Regions from separate parts of the Mus musculus genome. Here region 2 is linked to region 1. A link is a contact called in public Hi-C data. All regions are on one chromosome and are shown on one strand. Each heading gives the region's core, a stretch centred on a gene start, on an enhancer-like site or on the middle of the called end of the contact. The rest is flanking DNA. Distances are from core to core; before and after follow the strand shown.

The links. Hi-C and Micro-C count contacts between places; a contact is called where the count stands out from the background.
Region 2: a contact with region 1 is called in a Hi-C map of cortical neurons, with 2.1 times the contacts expected there. The contact joins two enhancer-like sites. A contact is called at or near these places in 2 of 484 Hi-C or Micro-C datasets (cortical neurons and hematopoietic stem and progenitor cells) and 5 of 115 datasets of contacts at active chromatin or transcription factors (embryonic basal ganglia, embryonic hindbrain, embryonic stem cells and 2 more).

Annotation. Positions count from the first base shown.
Region 1 is chr13:46,448,035-46,454,906 of GRCm38.p6, forward strand. No RefSeq gene overlaps it. Among named protein-coding and RNA genes, the nearest start is that of Rbm24, 33 kb to the left of the region's middle. Within about 2 kb of position 3,692, at least 9 of the 459 cell types and tissues checked have an H3K27ac peak or open chromatin away from gene starts, as enhancers often do. A contact at or near this core is called in cortical neurons, where this site is marked.
Region 2 is chr13:46,623,835-46,630,612 of GRCm38.p6, forward strand. All of the region lies in intron 7 of Cap2 (CAP, adenylate cyclase-associated protein, 2 (yeast)), which reads left to right. Among named protein-coding and RNA genes, the nearest start is that of Fam8a1, 42 kb to the right of the region's middle. Within about 2 kb of position 2,992, at least 25 of the 459 cell types and tissues checked have an H3K27ac peak or open chromatin away from gene starts, as enhancers often do. A contact at or near this core is called in cortical neurons, where this site is marked.

The DNA.
Region 1 (6,872 bases), core at 2,442-4,941:
TCCTGGAATTGGAAGCTCAAGCAACCCCCTCTTTCTCATGTAAGTGGCTTTCTGCCAAGTTAGTTTTTAATCACAGCAACAGAAACGAACAACCATACCTGGCTATGAGATAGGAGGATATCAGCAGGCTGTGAGCCCAAGGGGATCATGGTATGATGATGTTTCAGAGGATGGAGAGATTACAGGCAGGTAGAAAAGGAAGACAACTAGCAAGGTGTGCCAGTCCCCAATGCAAGAGACAGTAGGAGTTTGTAGACTGGAGTACCCATGATAAATAATTAAAAGGGGGCATACTCCCTACCTAGTTCAATTAAGGTGCCATTGGGATTTTCACATAGATATGCTATAGGGATTGAGAACAGTCAAAACTCAGAGATGCCTCCAAGTCTGTGGCCCAAGTAGCAGATGCCTCATCAGGATGACACTAAAGTAGGCCACAGACCATCTGGACAGAGGGAAGCATGAGAAATAAGTTCACAGTTTTGCTTTGGATATAGTGATTTTAAAGAATCTGGAAGAAGGCGGCTGGCAGATAGGTGATGATGATCTGCAGTTTAGCAAAGATTCCTGAGCCTGGGACCAAACTGAAAAGCTATTGAAAATAACTGAGCAGTTCGATGCAATGCCTCTGGCTCACTTCTTATCATAAGGCATACTTCCTGCTTCTGTGAAAATGGGGATAGCCATGGGACTTGTATTAGCTACATGTCCTGAAAATCACCGCGTCCCAATTTCTTATTGAGGGGGTGGTGGTGTGGGTGTCCTGAGCCCCTGAGTGACCACAATCAGTAGATACTCTTGGTGATTCATGATGGACATTATAAAGCAGGAGAGAGGGGGAAAAAAAAAACCATTGTTCCAAGTCATTGAGATTTAAGGGTTGTGGACAGCAAACCATGTCTGAGACATAGACTAAGGTGTGCTTAAAGCCAGGGTCTTGGACAAGATCACCTGTGTACTAACAACACTGTAAAGGCACTGAGGGCTGAGCTCTTCCATTGGAACTGAATAGTAAAATAGAAGAAACTCTAGGGAAGAAGAGTGCTCTCAGAAGAGACCTCAGAAAGTAACTGTGCTTCCTATCCGGCCCTGGCTAGACACTGAACACATTTGTATCTTGACCTTGGACTTTGACCTCTAGACCCATGAGTGACCCACTTCTGTTGTTTGTAAGAGCCCAGTTGCTGGTGTTTTGTTATAACAGTTCAAACAGACTCAGGCAAGCTGCTAAGGAAAAATTAGAGGTCAAAGGAAGAAACGGCCTCCTGGACTTACCAACTATGTCAAGCACGGCAACAATGTGAGGCTTGACAACTGTTGTGTCTGCCTTTTGGAGGTTCAGAAGTGAAAATGATGAGAGAGAGAGAGAGAGAGAGAGAGAGAGAGAGAGAGAGAGAGAGAGAGAGAGAGAGAGAGAGGTGGCAAATATAGACAAGACAGATAAAGGAAAATGTCCTGTTCGGGTGAAGAGAGGAAGAAGCTAAAGAAAGCCATCTTCAGAGAAAAGATTATTAAGCTGGAAGTATAGTTCAGCTGGGAGGTTACCTGCTCAGCATGCACAAAACCCTGGTTCTGCCCGACCATTTCATAAACTAGGTATTACTAGCAGAGGCCTGCAATGCCAGTACTCCGAAGGTAAAGGCAAGAGGATCAGGAGTTCCAAGCCATCCTCGGCTACATAGAAAGTTCAAGGCCATTCTGGGACATGTGAGACCTTATCTCAAATTAATCCTTTGATTAATTGATTTTTAAAAGATAAAAGATTACCAACTTTATAGCAAAAAGAGAATAGGAGCAGGGTAGAAGAGAAGGAGGAAGGAAAGGAGAAGAAAGAAGAAGATGAGGAAGAGACAGAGGAGAGAGCAATCCTGGACCAACCAAAGCCATACCCCAGTACGTGCCTGTACACAGGGCCTATGACGTCACATTGCCGTGCCCAAAATGAAGACTGGAGGAGGTAAAGCCAAAGTGAAGGATGAGCCACGGAGATCTGAGACTGCCTGATAGAACAGATTATCCACTGTCAGAGGCCAAGCCGGAAAGAAAAGAAACAAAAGACCCAGAGGGGAAAGGGGGAAAGTTAGTGGGCTGGCCCTCAGAAGATGCCAAACAAACAGGCACAGAAAGCAGAAGTTGCTATAGATGCCAAGTGAAGGGTGTGTGTTTTTTATAACTACATGCTTCTGATGACTATACAGTCTGGAATACTGTCTTACTATATATAATTTATATAAAAATGCAAAATTTTCTTTTATTAAGGAAAAAACTATGTTGCAAGCACACAGAACTCTTGGTTGTTTGGAAGGTGTCCTGGTCTGCTTTCAATTGCTAGGATAAAGACCGTGACTAAAGGCTACACGGGGAGGAAAGGGTTGATTTGTCTTAAATGTCCTCATCATGGTCCATTGTGGAGAGAAGGCGTGGCATGGACTCCATCGAGGCAGGATCTAGAGCCCAGCTGTGGAGGAAGGCTGCTTCCTGCTTTGTTCCCAATGGCTTGCTCCCCTGCTTCTATATATGGTCCAGGACCATCCACCCAAGGGTGGCCCAATCAAGAAAATACCCCCAGGTTTAAAAACAGTCCAATTTGATGGATATTCTCTAAACTAAGATTCCGTTTTCCCAGATGACCCCAGCACACTGGGAGGGTGGGGTGGGATTTGTCACTGACCAAATGTCTCCCAAGATGGATTGAGGTGGGGCGGTCCCTCCCCCTGGTAGTTTTCAAAGACTCTTGAATCCCAGGAGGCTTGCCCGATATTGACACACCTGGACGTCTTGGCACGAATCCCCTTGTCTTACTGGAATACTCAAAATTCATTGTTGAGCCCCGCCTCCCAACATCAACACAGACTTCACTTCCTTAAAAGTAGAAACCTGCTGGGACCTGACCCCCCCCCCCCAATTGTTTTGTCTTCCAGTGGGGTCAAGCCTGGGTTTTGCAGTGACGTCATTAGGAAGGTGATTCCCAGTCAGCACAGTTCCTCTTCTAGGAGACTGTAGGTCTTCAGTTGCCACATTCATTTCCTGATAGTCAGGGTCTGTGAATGAATACATGCAATGTCAACCCTCATTCTAAACTTTCCCTATGCACAGTGCCTCCTGAGAACGTTGTTGGCTTACATAGCGGCTTTCTGAATTTGGTTGTTCATCCAGGAAGGGACGATGGAAGTTCTTGTGTGCAATTAATGATCGTCTGCCCATGGACTGCCTCGGGTGACAATGGTTGTTTATGGAGAGCGTTATTAATAATACTGGCTATGGTTTGGCTTAGCAAAAATAAAGAACAAATGTATGGTGCAGAAGGGTGAGCGACGACAGCAGGACAGTGTCACTGATGGAGGGTCAGGAGGGTGGAGAATACATCTGAAGAGGCTAGGATGTGGGAAGAGGTGAGGACCAAACTGTAGAGGCAGCCACTGCCTGAGTGCCACATGTGCTGGGCACAGAGGATCTGTGTTGGCTTCAATTTCCCCTGTAGAGTGAAGCTATTAGCTGAGAGGGACAAACATAAAGGTTCTGGGTGTGTGCTAGCTGCTCCCTGCCACCTCCCTCACCTCACCCCTGCTGCCTCCCTCACCTCACCCCTGCCACCTCCCTCACCTCATCACTGCCACCTTCCTGGCCTTGCTCCTGCCACCTCCCTGACTTCACCCAGCCACCTCCCTGACCTCGCCCCTGCCACCTCCCTGTTGCTGTTCCTACTCTAACATTTTGTCTAAGATCTGCTCCGCAGTTACCAGGCAACAGCCAGGTAGGCCTGATTCACTATAAAATTGGCTGCTTGCCCCCTCCTCTCTCTCTTACTTTTGCTCCTGCCTTCCTATTCACACTCTCTCCCCATTCCCTTTCCCCTCTCTCTCCACGTGCTCATGGCCAGCCTCTACTTCTCTTCTCTGTCTCTCTCTGTCTCACCCTGTCTCTCTCTGTCTCTCTCTGTCTCTCTTTCTCTCTCTCTCTCTCTCTCTCTCTCTCTCTCTCTCTCTCTCTCTACTACCCTCTTAACTCCCCTCCCCATGCCCTGAATAAACTCTATCTATACTATACTGTTATGTGGCTGGCCCCTCAGGAATGGGCTCGCCTAGGTACCCCCTTCTCCCTTCCCCCATCCCTCATACCTCCCCACACATCCATCAAAACATTTTCCCCTCTTTCTCTTTTTATAAACACATCAGTTTCACTCTCTTCCCTGAACATAAAAAGCACCTTTCTGCCCAAGTCCTCTGCACACACAGTTCCTGTACCTAAAATGATCTCCCTGCTTCCCAAATGTCTGTATGTCCAGAGTAGGTCACGCTCTTGTTCCCATACAATGTTCTTTACAGTAGTAACGCCTCAGGACAGCAAGTCCATGCGGCCCGTTCCCCACTCTCCCTCTCTCAGTCCCTGTCCCTACTTTACTCTTCTCCATCGCCTTTATCACCTACTTTAAAAAATGCATTTATTATCTTGTGGAAGCCTTTCCTTGACCCTAGAATTTTATATTTCAAGGAAGATAGGTTTAGCATGAGACCCTGTGTGGGGGGTAGGAGTTACAAGAAAGGCAGTGAGACTCTAAGTCTTCCTAAAGCGAATGGCCCCTAACATAAAGCACTGTAGCTTTCAACACAATGCCAATGCTTAGGATTGTTTTCACTCTCTTCTTGGACAGGGAGGAGAAGAAATGGGAAAATCCACAGAATCTATCATGCAGTGATTTGAGTAACCACATAATGGAATTACAGGATGTAACCCCTAGGTCCTAACTTCAACATGTCTGCCAACTCCTTTGTCCACAAGATGACTTCTCACACCCGTATCAGTGTATTTTTTGACTTCTCTAAGACACTAGGATTTTCTGTTTAAGAAGCTCAGAAGAGCCTACTGGAGAGAGGAACAGACAGATCAGGTTGAGTATGGTTTGATCCTCAGTGGGTCATGTGCTGAAAGTTTGGTCCTCAGTGTAATGATGTTAACAGGAAGGTGGGACCTTTAAGAGGTGAAGCCTAGCAGAAAATGAAGAGGTCATTGAAGATATTGTCTCTGCAAGAACTAAAGTGATTCTCATGGGACTCTGGTCCTTTCTCAAGAAATAGTTGTTGTTGATGTGTTGGACTGGCCCCAGTCTCTCTGGCCCTGTCTCTACATATGCCCTCCAGCCACAATGTCAGCCCTGTGTTGGGGTACAGCCGGGACAGGAGGTGCCCCAGTTGGTACCATGGTGCTCAGACTTTCAGCCTACAGAGATGTAAACTAGACAAGCCTTTAAAAGAAGCAAGGATTTAGCCTCAGGCATTTTATTATGGCAATGGAAAGTAGACTGTATTAGCTACTTTTTCATTGCTGTTATAAAAAAAAAAATCACGTTCACCAATGCCACTTACTGAAAGCTCATTTGACTTATGGTTCTAACAGGATAAGAGTCCACTAAAGGGGGAAGTGGGGCAGCAAGCTGGAGGCAGGATGCTGGAGGTGGGATGCTGGAGGTGGGATGCTGGAGGTGGGATGCTGGAGGCGGGATGCTGGAGGCAGGATGCTGAGTACCCACATCTTGAACCACAAGCAGGAAGCAGAGAGAGCAACTGAGAATAGCACATGGCTTTGAAGCCTTCAGGTCTGCCCCCAAGTGATACACTTCTTCCTGTAGGCCCACACCTACATTCCTCAGTTAGGGACCAAGTATTCACACATCTAAGCCCGTGAGGTACATTATCACTCAAACTACCACACTGACAAATATAAAGATGTTACATATAATTAATACACCCATTTCTTCTGATCAGTGCACTTAAGGAGTTTAAATTTTCATTTAACTTTTAATCTCTGGGTATCGTTTATCTAGTCTGGGTAAGCAGCTTTGATAAACTCCCGCTCCTTGCTCCTAACCACCAGCCTCGCCCATTTCTTTTTTTTTTTTTTCCATTTTTTATTAGGTATTTAGCTCATTTACATTTCCAATGCTATACCAAAAGTCCCCCATAGCCACCCACCCCCACTCCCCTACCCACCCACTCCCCTTTTTTGGCCCTGGTGTTCCCCTGTACTGGGGCATATAAAGTTTGCGTGTCCAATGGGCCTCTCTTTCCAGTGATGGCCGCCTAGGCCATCTTTTGATACATATGCAGCTAGAGTCAAGAGCTCCGGGGTACTGGTTAGTTCATAATGTTGTTCCACCTATAGGGTTACAGATCCCTTTAGCTTCTTGGGTACTTTCTCTAGCTCCTTCATTGGGGGCCATGTGATCCATCCAATAGCCGACTGTGAGCATCCACTTCTATGTTTGCTAGGCCCAGGCATACTCTGACAAGAGACAGCTATATCAGGGTCCTTTCAGCATAATCTTGCTAGTGTATGCAATGGTGTCAGCATTTGGAAGCTGATTATGGGATGGATCCCCGGATATGGCAGTCTCTACATGGTCCATCTTTTTATCTCAGCTCCAAACTTTGTCTCTGTACCTCCTTCCAAGGGTGTTTTGTTCCCAAATCTAAGGAGGGGCATAGTGTCCACACTTCAGTCTTCATTTTTCTTGAGTTTCATGTGTTTAGGAAATTGTATCTTATATCGTGGATATCCTAGGTTTTGGGCTAATATCCACTTATCAGTGAGTACATATTGTGTGAGTTCCTTTGTGAATGTGTTACCTCACTCAGGATGATGCCCTCCAGGTCCATCCATTTGGCTAGGAATTTCATAAATTCATTCTTTTTAATAGCTGAGTAGTACTCCATTGTGTAGATGTACCACATTTTCTGTATCCATTCCTCTGTTGAGGGGCATCTGGGTTCCTTCCAGCCTCGCCCATTTCTGACAAACATCACACATCCCTCGCCTGACCATCCAAACGTCCAAAGCCTCTTGTGTGTGTTTCTGCAGCCTCCTCCTTCACCTCA
Region 2 (6,778 bases), core at 1,742-4,241, 180 kb after region 1:
TGAGGGGGGAAGAGTAGACACAACCTTGAAGAACTAAGGAATCGGGTTTTCGCATAATGAGCTCCTCCTGATTATCTGCAAACCAATTGTCTAAACCAACAGATGACTGCTCAGAGATTCAGGGTCTGCCTGAAGGTTTTAAGGTCAATGTCAGTATAGATCTATTTTAACCCATGATGTATCTTCAGTAGACTGTACGTACATCCAGAACAGTAGGATAGCCTCATGTAGAATTAACAAAACTATGGCACTTTGAGATGTGTGTTTATAACTGTTTCTATTGTCTCATAAATACCTTTGGGCTTTGGTGTTTGTTGATAAGAAAGTATAAATATTTTAGAGTATTTGTCTCTCTCCATAAATCAAAATAGTAGTAGCTTTTAAAACTGTCTGATTTAATAGTTGAGATTATTCTGTTTACTTGAAAATTTTTACAACCAAGAACTCAAAGTCTCTGAAGTTTGAGGAGTCAGGAGTTAATTCTCATTCCTAACTTATTTAAACTACATCCTGGGGACTACTTTAATAACATATTCAGTTAGAATCCCATGTTTGAGGTGGGCAGAGTAGCACATACCTGTAATCTGGACACTCAGGAGGCTAAACCCAGAGGATTGTTACAAGCATGAGACCATCCTAAGCAACATAGCCAGACCCTGTCTCAAAAGTAAATTCATTTTTATCTATGTGCACTGCTGTTTTGCCTGCTCGTGTGTCTGTGTGACAGTCAGTGTCAGACCTCCTGAAACTGGAGCTACAGACAGCCGTAAGCTGCTGTGTAGGTGCTGGGTCCTCTGGGAGAGCAGCCAGTGCTCCTGATTGCTGAGCTCTCTCTCCATCCCCAGATGATTTCATTATTGTTACTTTGTTTCCTTCATTTATAGCATCGACAGACACAGTGTAATTGAGGATTCTTGTCATTTATTCTTTCACACAGGACAAGACTATGAGACAGTTGTGATTTAAGGGTGTGGCCGGGCAAAAGTGTTCTCCACAGGAGATATGAGCATACTTGTGGGCTCCTTTTCTGTTGCTATAACAAAACACTCCACGTTGGGTCCTTTATAAATAAAACATATTCTTTAGTTCAGAGTTTTGGAGACTGGAAGTCCGAGATTGGAAAGCTCTATCTATTTGGACTTGGGGGGTGGGGGACTTCTCCATGAGAGTGGAGAGATGGCTCAGCGGTTGAGAGCACTGGCTGCTCTTCCAGAGGTCCTGAGTACAATTCCCAGCAATCACATGGTGGCTTACAACCATCTGTAATGGGATCTGACACCCTCTTCTGGTGTGTCTGAAGACAGCTATAGTGTGTTCATATACTTAAAGTAAATAAATAATTCTACTCCATGGGCCACCATGCCGTGTCCCAACCTCTCTGCAGAAGCATCTAAAGATCTGTACTTCCGCCGTGATACTTATGTTTATATCAGTAAATGATATCAGTTGATGAGACACCTTCTGGATCCCAGGTCCTGGGCCCCGTGACTGGCAGACAGCAGTAAGATGAATAAGAAAGTACCCCCTGAGTTCTGGAATTGGCCAAGCCAAACCCAGATTCACCAGCAAATATCTGTGGTGTGATGCGAATTATTGTACCAGTGTTCTGGGGAGTCTCTGTCCAGGGGAACAGGAACTGTCCTCCCAGAAGAGCTCCAGAAGGGGCTGCAGGATGGTTGTCGCTAAAGGGCATGCTCTATAAGCATAAGGACTTGCACCCATGTGAAAAGCCAGGTGTGACACTTATAATGACAGCTCTGAGGAGAGGGGAACAAGCAGACCCCTGGGGCTCGCTGGCCAGCCTAGTGTAATTGGAAGCCCCAAGCCCCAGTGAGAGACCCTGTCTCAAAACACTAAGGTAAATGACCCCTAAGGAATATCAGCTGAAGCTGACCGCTGGCTCCTCTAGCACATACACCCATGTGCATGCACAAACACATGCTTGTACACCCATGTGAACATGTAACACACACGCACATGCTCTACTCCAAAAAAAACCTATGAAAAGATTGGAGCTGAACCCTGAGGGATCTGGAAGAGTCTTCCAGTTCACAGAAGTGAAGCCTTCTAAACTAAGCCATGGAGAGGCAGGGTGGAGAGGTAGAGGCCTGTCTGGAGGCACAGAAGTGTCTTTTCTGCCCTGAGGCTATGAGCTCACAGAAGAGGCACCCAAGGGTCCCCAGCGATTGCCCCCAGGGCTTTAGACATAGATGATGCCCCTGCCCACTTCCACCTGACCAGCTACAGTCATTAACTATAGGTTGTGTCCAGTATCAATGGGCCCTGTGAATGTATGTCTTTATTTCTATGCCAAGACAGTGATGAGAGTGGACAACGCATTTTTACACTGCTCAGTGACAGTCCCCTGTCCTGCCCTGGCCACCTGCTGCCTCTCATCTTTAGATGACATGAACTGATATTGAGTCTGATATCATGTTAAGAAAAAAAAAAGGGTTTTCTTAAGAAAAGAGGGAAGATATGGGTTATCCTGTACATGTGATACAACACTTCATGAAATAATGCACAGAGCTGATCCCTGGCCCCTGTCTACCAAACCTGTCATTCAAACTAAGTGAATTGCAACCCCTGGGGATCGGCTCAGTGGTTGGAATTGAAGTCCATGTTGCCCTGTGTTTGCCCAGGTTACCCTGTGTTAGCCCAGGTTACCCTGTATCAGCACATATTACTCTGCATTACCAACACCTCAACTCTTAAGCTCAAAAGATGACACTGTTGGGTATTTTCATTTAAAATGTAAAAATACCTATACAACATTAGTGATCTCTCTAGCAGCCCTTAGCTTGCCTTTGTCTTCATGACTGTTGTTTCCAAAGTGCTGGTCTTTCAAGGCAGCACAGTCATCTCTTTAGGATCCTAAAATCCAACTGAAAAACAAAAAACCTTGAGTTCCGTGACAAAGTAAGCCTCAACCAGCCCAATGAAGTCACTGTCCAGCTGAGTCAAAGCGTGAGTCGCTCTTGGCATTTATTTATACAGCCGTTGGCTCTCCAGCGTGCTCTCTTTGATGAGTAGATGTGGCTATCTTTAACTCTGGGAAGCTTTCCCACGGAAATTTTATTTTCCCTTCTTTTATGAGAAACTGTATTTTCGTGTTGCTGATGCCGGCAGTCAAGAAGAAAAGACGACTTGGAGAGTCCAGATTTGGTGTAGGTTTCAGCTGCAGAGCAAGGTCAGCCTCATAACCACAGCCACTTAACAAGATGGTTTCTCTCAAATGCCTAGCCCGCACCCGTGAACGAGACCGTGCCCCACTTACTGTCTCTGCTGGGATGCCCTGGTCCACTTTTATCAAAAAATCCTACCTTGGGCATGTCGAATAAAAATCAATTTTGGAAGGACTCATCTAGACACTCGAATTAAGACGTGAAGCACAGATCTAATTTTACCGGCCGGTGTGAGGCATTTACTCTGTCTCTGAAGTGACTTGGTTTTGTTTATTCTCATCAGTTGCAACTCCCTGATTTGTCTACGTCACCAAAGGGGCACTATACAAGATCCACCAGCGGATAACCATCCTGAGATAGAGAAGAGCAAACTCAGAGGCTAGGGTGAAGCACTGAGATATGGGTGCGGGGCTATGGTCATCTTTATGGTTCTGTTTTATTTCTGAGGCATGGTCTCATGTAGCCTAAGCTGGATTCAAACTCCCTTTGTAGCCAAGTGATGGCCTTGAACTTCCGATCTTCCAGCCTCCAACTCCCAAATGCCAGTGCAGTGCTGGGGATCAAACCAGGGCTTCTTTTTGTCAAGTAGGCATTCTTCAGATCGAGCCACATCCTCACCCCAAGATTTGGGTTCTCAATGACCTTCCCTTTCACATCTTGAGATAAGACTGTTCGGAGCCGTGACTTTGAAAAGAACTAATCCAAACGAGGCCCCATGTCATGTCATAGCTGTGCACCCACCTTTTTATAGCAACTGCATATAAGTATTATAGGACTTTGTGGGAATCAGAAACCTCCATCGTGTTCAATATCCCTTAATAAAGAGAAAACAGCCTTTAAATTGGCTTTCCAAACGTTATTAATAAGCATGTCCTTAAAATATTATGTAGCACTTCTCTGTGGTATTATTAACAATTCTGTTTTCTTGGAACGGGTCCCGGGAGCTTTCTTTTCCTTGGCAGAAGTCTCAAAATCCTAACAAGTGGTAGAAAGAATTCAGCCCGGAGCCATGAGTCCGAGCCGGCTTGCACTTGCGTTGCTAGGATGTGCATCCTTCCGTTGCTATGCAGAGATGTATCTGTTTTATTTCATTATTTTCTTATCTGTGTGTGTGGTGTGCATGCATCTGAGTGTATGGGGGTGTGCACCTGCCTGCAAATATGTGGAGGCCTAAGCAGAACGTCCAGTGTCCCCGCCACCCCCCACCACAACTCTTTCTTCATTGCCTTGAGACAGGGGTCTCTATTCCACCTGGCTCTCTTTCACTGGACCAGGCTCACCATCTTAGCTAGGCTGACTAGCCTGTCTCTGCTCCCCAGTGCTGGGGTTACAGGCACACATAACAATAACCCATCTTTTATGTGGGTGCTGGAAATCCAAACACAGGTCCTCGTGTCTCGAAGAAAAAGCACGCTTACCCACTGAGCCAAATCTCCACAATCATCTTTCTTTGTTATAATTGTAATGGAACTGTGACATTAGTGTCGATGTAAAATCTGCCGGTTCACAAGGATGTTCTTTATGTTTGGAAACATGTTGATCTGACTGCCATTGATCAAGATGCAGAAATTGTGTGTGTGTATGTGTGTGTGTGTGTGTGTGTGTGTGTAGCCAATCACAGTGGCACACACCTGAGATCCTAGCAGTTGAGAGACAGAGGCAGAAGGGTCACTGACAGCCAGTTCTACATCGAGTCTCATGGCCAGCCAGCCACACAACAAGAACATGTCTCAGGAGGGGTGAACTTCCGGGAGTGGTGGTGTACATCTGTGAACCCAGTACCACAGAGCCACAAGCAGGGGGATCTGACATTTAAGGTGTACAGTGAATTTCAGGTCAGCCTAGACTACATCCGTCCCTGTTTCAAACAAACAAACAAACAAACAAACAAACAAAAGAACCCTACATTAATTTGAGGTTGAAAGACTGGTTAAGGGCTGGGGTGGTAGAGTGCTGGCCCAGTATGCTCGAAGCCTATGCCAATCCCCGGCAGTGATCCCAGCACTTGGGCGCTAGGAACAGGAGGATCGAAATCTAGTCATCCTTGGCTACATAGTGAGTTCGAGGCCAGCTGATCTTCATGGACCTATGGGAAGAGAGAGACGGGGGTGGGGTGCAGGGGAGAGAGAGAGAGAGAGAGAGAGAAGAGAGGAGAGAGGCTTTTGCTCTTTCTTTAGTCAGTGTCTCCTATTATGGAAATGACATTTATTGCTCTTATGTTTCATGTATTATATCATACCAGGCCATTCGGGGGTTCTTTGTCTTCTGAAAAGGTAATGGACAGTGCTTTATATAAAATGTTAGCTGTAAAACATCATGAGTTCCTGTGGTATCCAAACTGTGAGTGACAGGGCCTGGGAACTTGTGACCATCTGAGGGTATGACCAGGCACGCATGAGCTGTCACTGCTACCTGGAGACTGGTTAGTGGCGGGCTTTATTAGTGATTAACAGGTCAAGACGGTTCAACAAAGGACAACCAGAGAGATTCTGCCCAGAAACAAGGGAACCAACTGTGTGTGTGTGTCCCTGAAGGAGGGAGGAGAGGAACAAGACCCATAAATACTGCTGAGTGTCAGCTGCTCCATTCCTGTGGCCTTATCTCCCATCTCCACAAATACTTTAAGGACAGGTGGCTCAAAATATTACCGTCGCTAAGCTAGTTTTATAGAAGAGAAGTCTCGGCAAAGGCCCTGGTGTAAGCAACATAATCCACCTGTTCCAAGAAAGAATCACATGATAATTTTGTGTTCTTGGTCCCTGCTCTTTAAATGATGGTAAAAATACCAACCAAGATACTGGTCGCCTGACCTATCCTCAAAGCTGGAGGTTAATGCTGTCTGTATATATTTCTTCTTTGCTTAAATCCCCTCGATCTCTTCTTTTCAGGACTAGGAAACTTGCAAAGCCCCCCAGTGGTGTGCTCTTAAGTCACTGCAACCCTATGTCTGGCTCCATGGCCCCACACTGGCTAGTCCTCCTGGCTTTTCTTTCTACAAACACAAAAATCTAGATAACTGAAATCATTTTTATGGCATATTTAGAAGTAAGTTTACACTATATCGGAATGACTTGGCTACTTAAGAAGTAGCGTTAGGAGGAAGAAACATGCAATTAATTATATAGAATGGCCACCATTGAAAAATAGTAAGACTCCACTTAATATCTTCAGTAATTTCCCTCTCTAGTAAAACTCTAAATTCTAAGAGGCTATCCTGGTGGCTCATACCTGTAATCACAGCACCCAGGAGGCTGAGGGAAGATCACTGGGAGTATTGAGGCCAGCCTGGGCTACATAGTAAATTCAAGACCCTGTCTCAGAAACACCAAAAACTAAAGTCTGACTTCTGAAGAAATGAGTCCTAACTGTTCTGGGGAGCGGCCATCAAACAAAACAAACCAACGGGTACAGCTGGACCTGTGGTGTGCGTAATGTAGGCTGTGGCGTATGTGACGTAGTGCACGTAACTGAAGATTACCCCAAACTTGCAAATGCCCATGTGCCACTGAGAATGTCTCTTGGTTTTCTGCCTACAGTTCACGGCTTTAAAAATGGGAGAGACAGCTGTTCCTGGGACAGTGACATTAATTTAG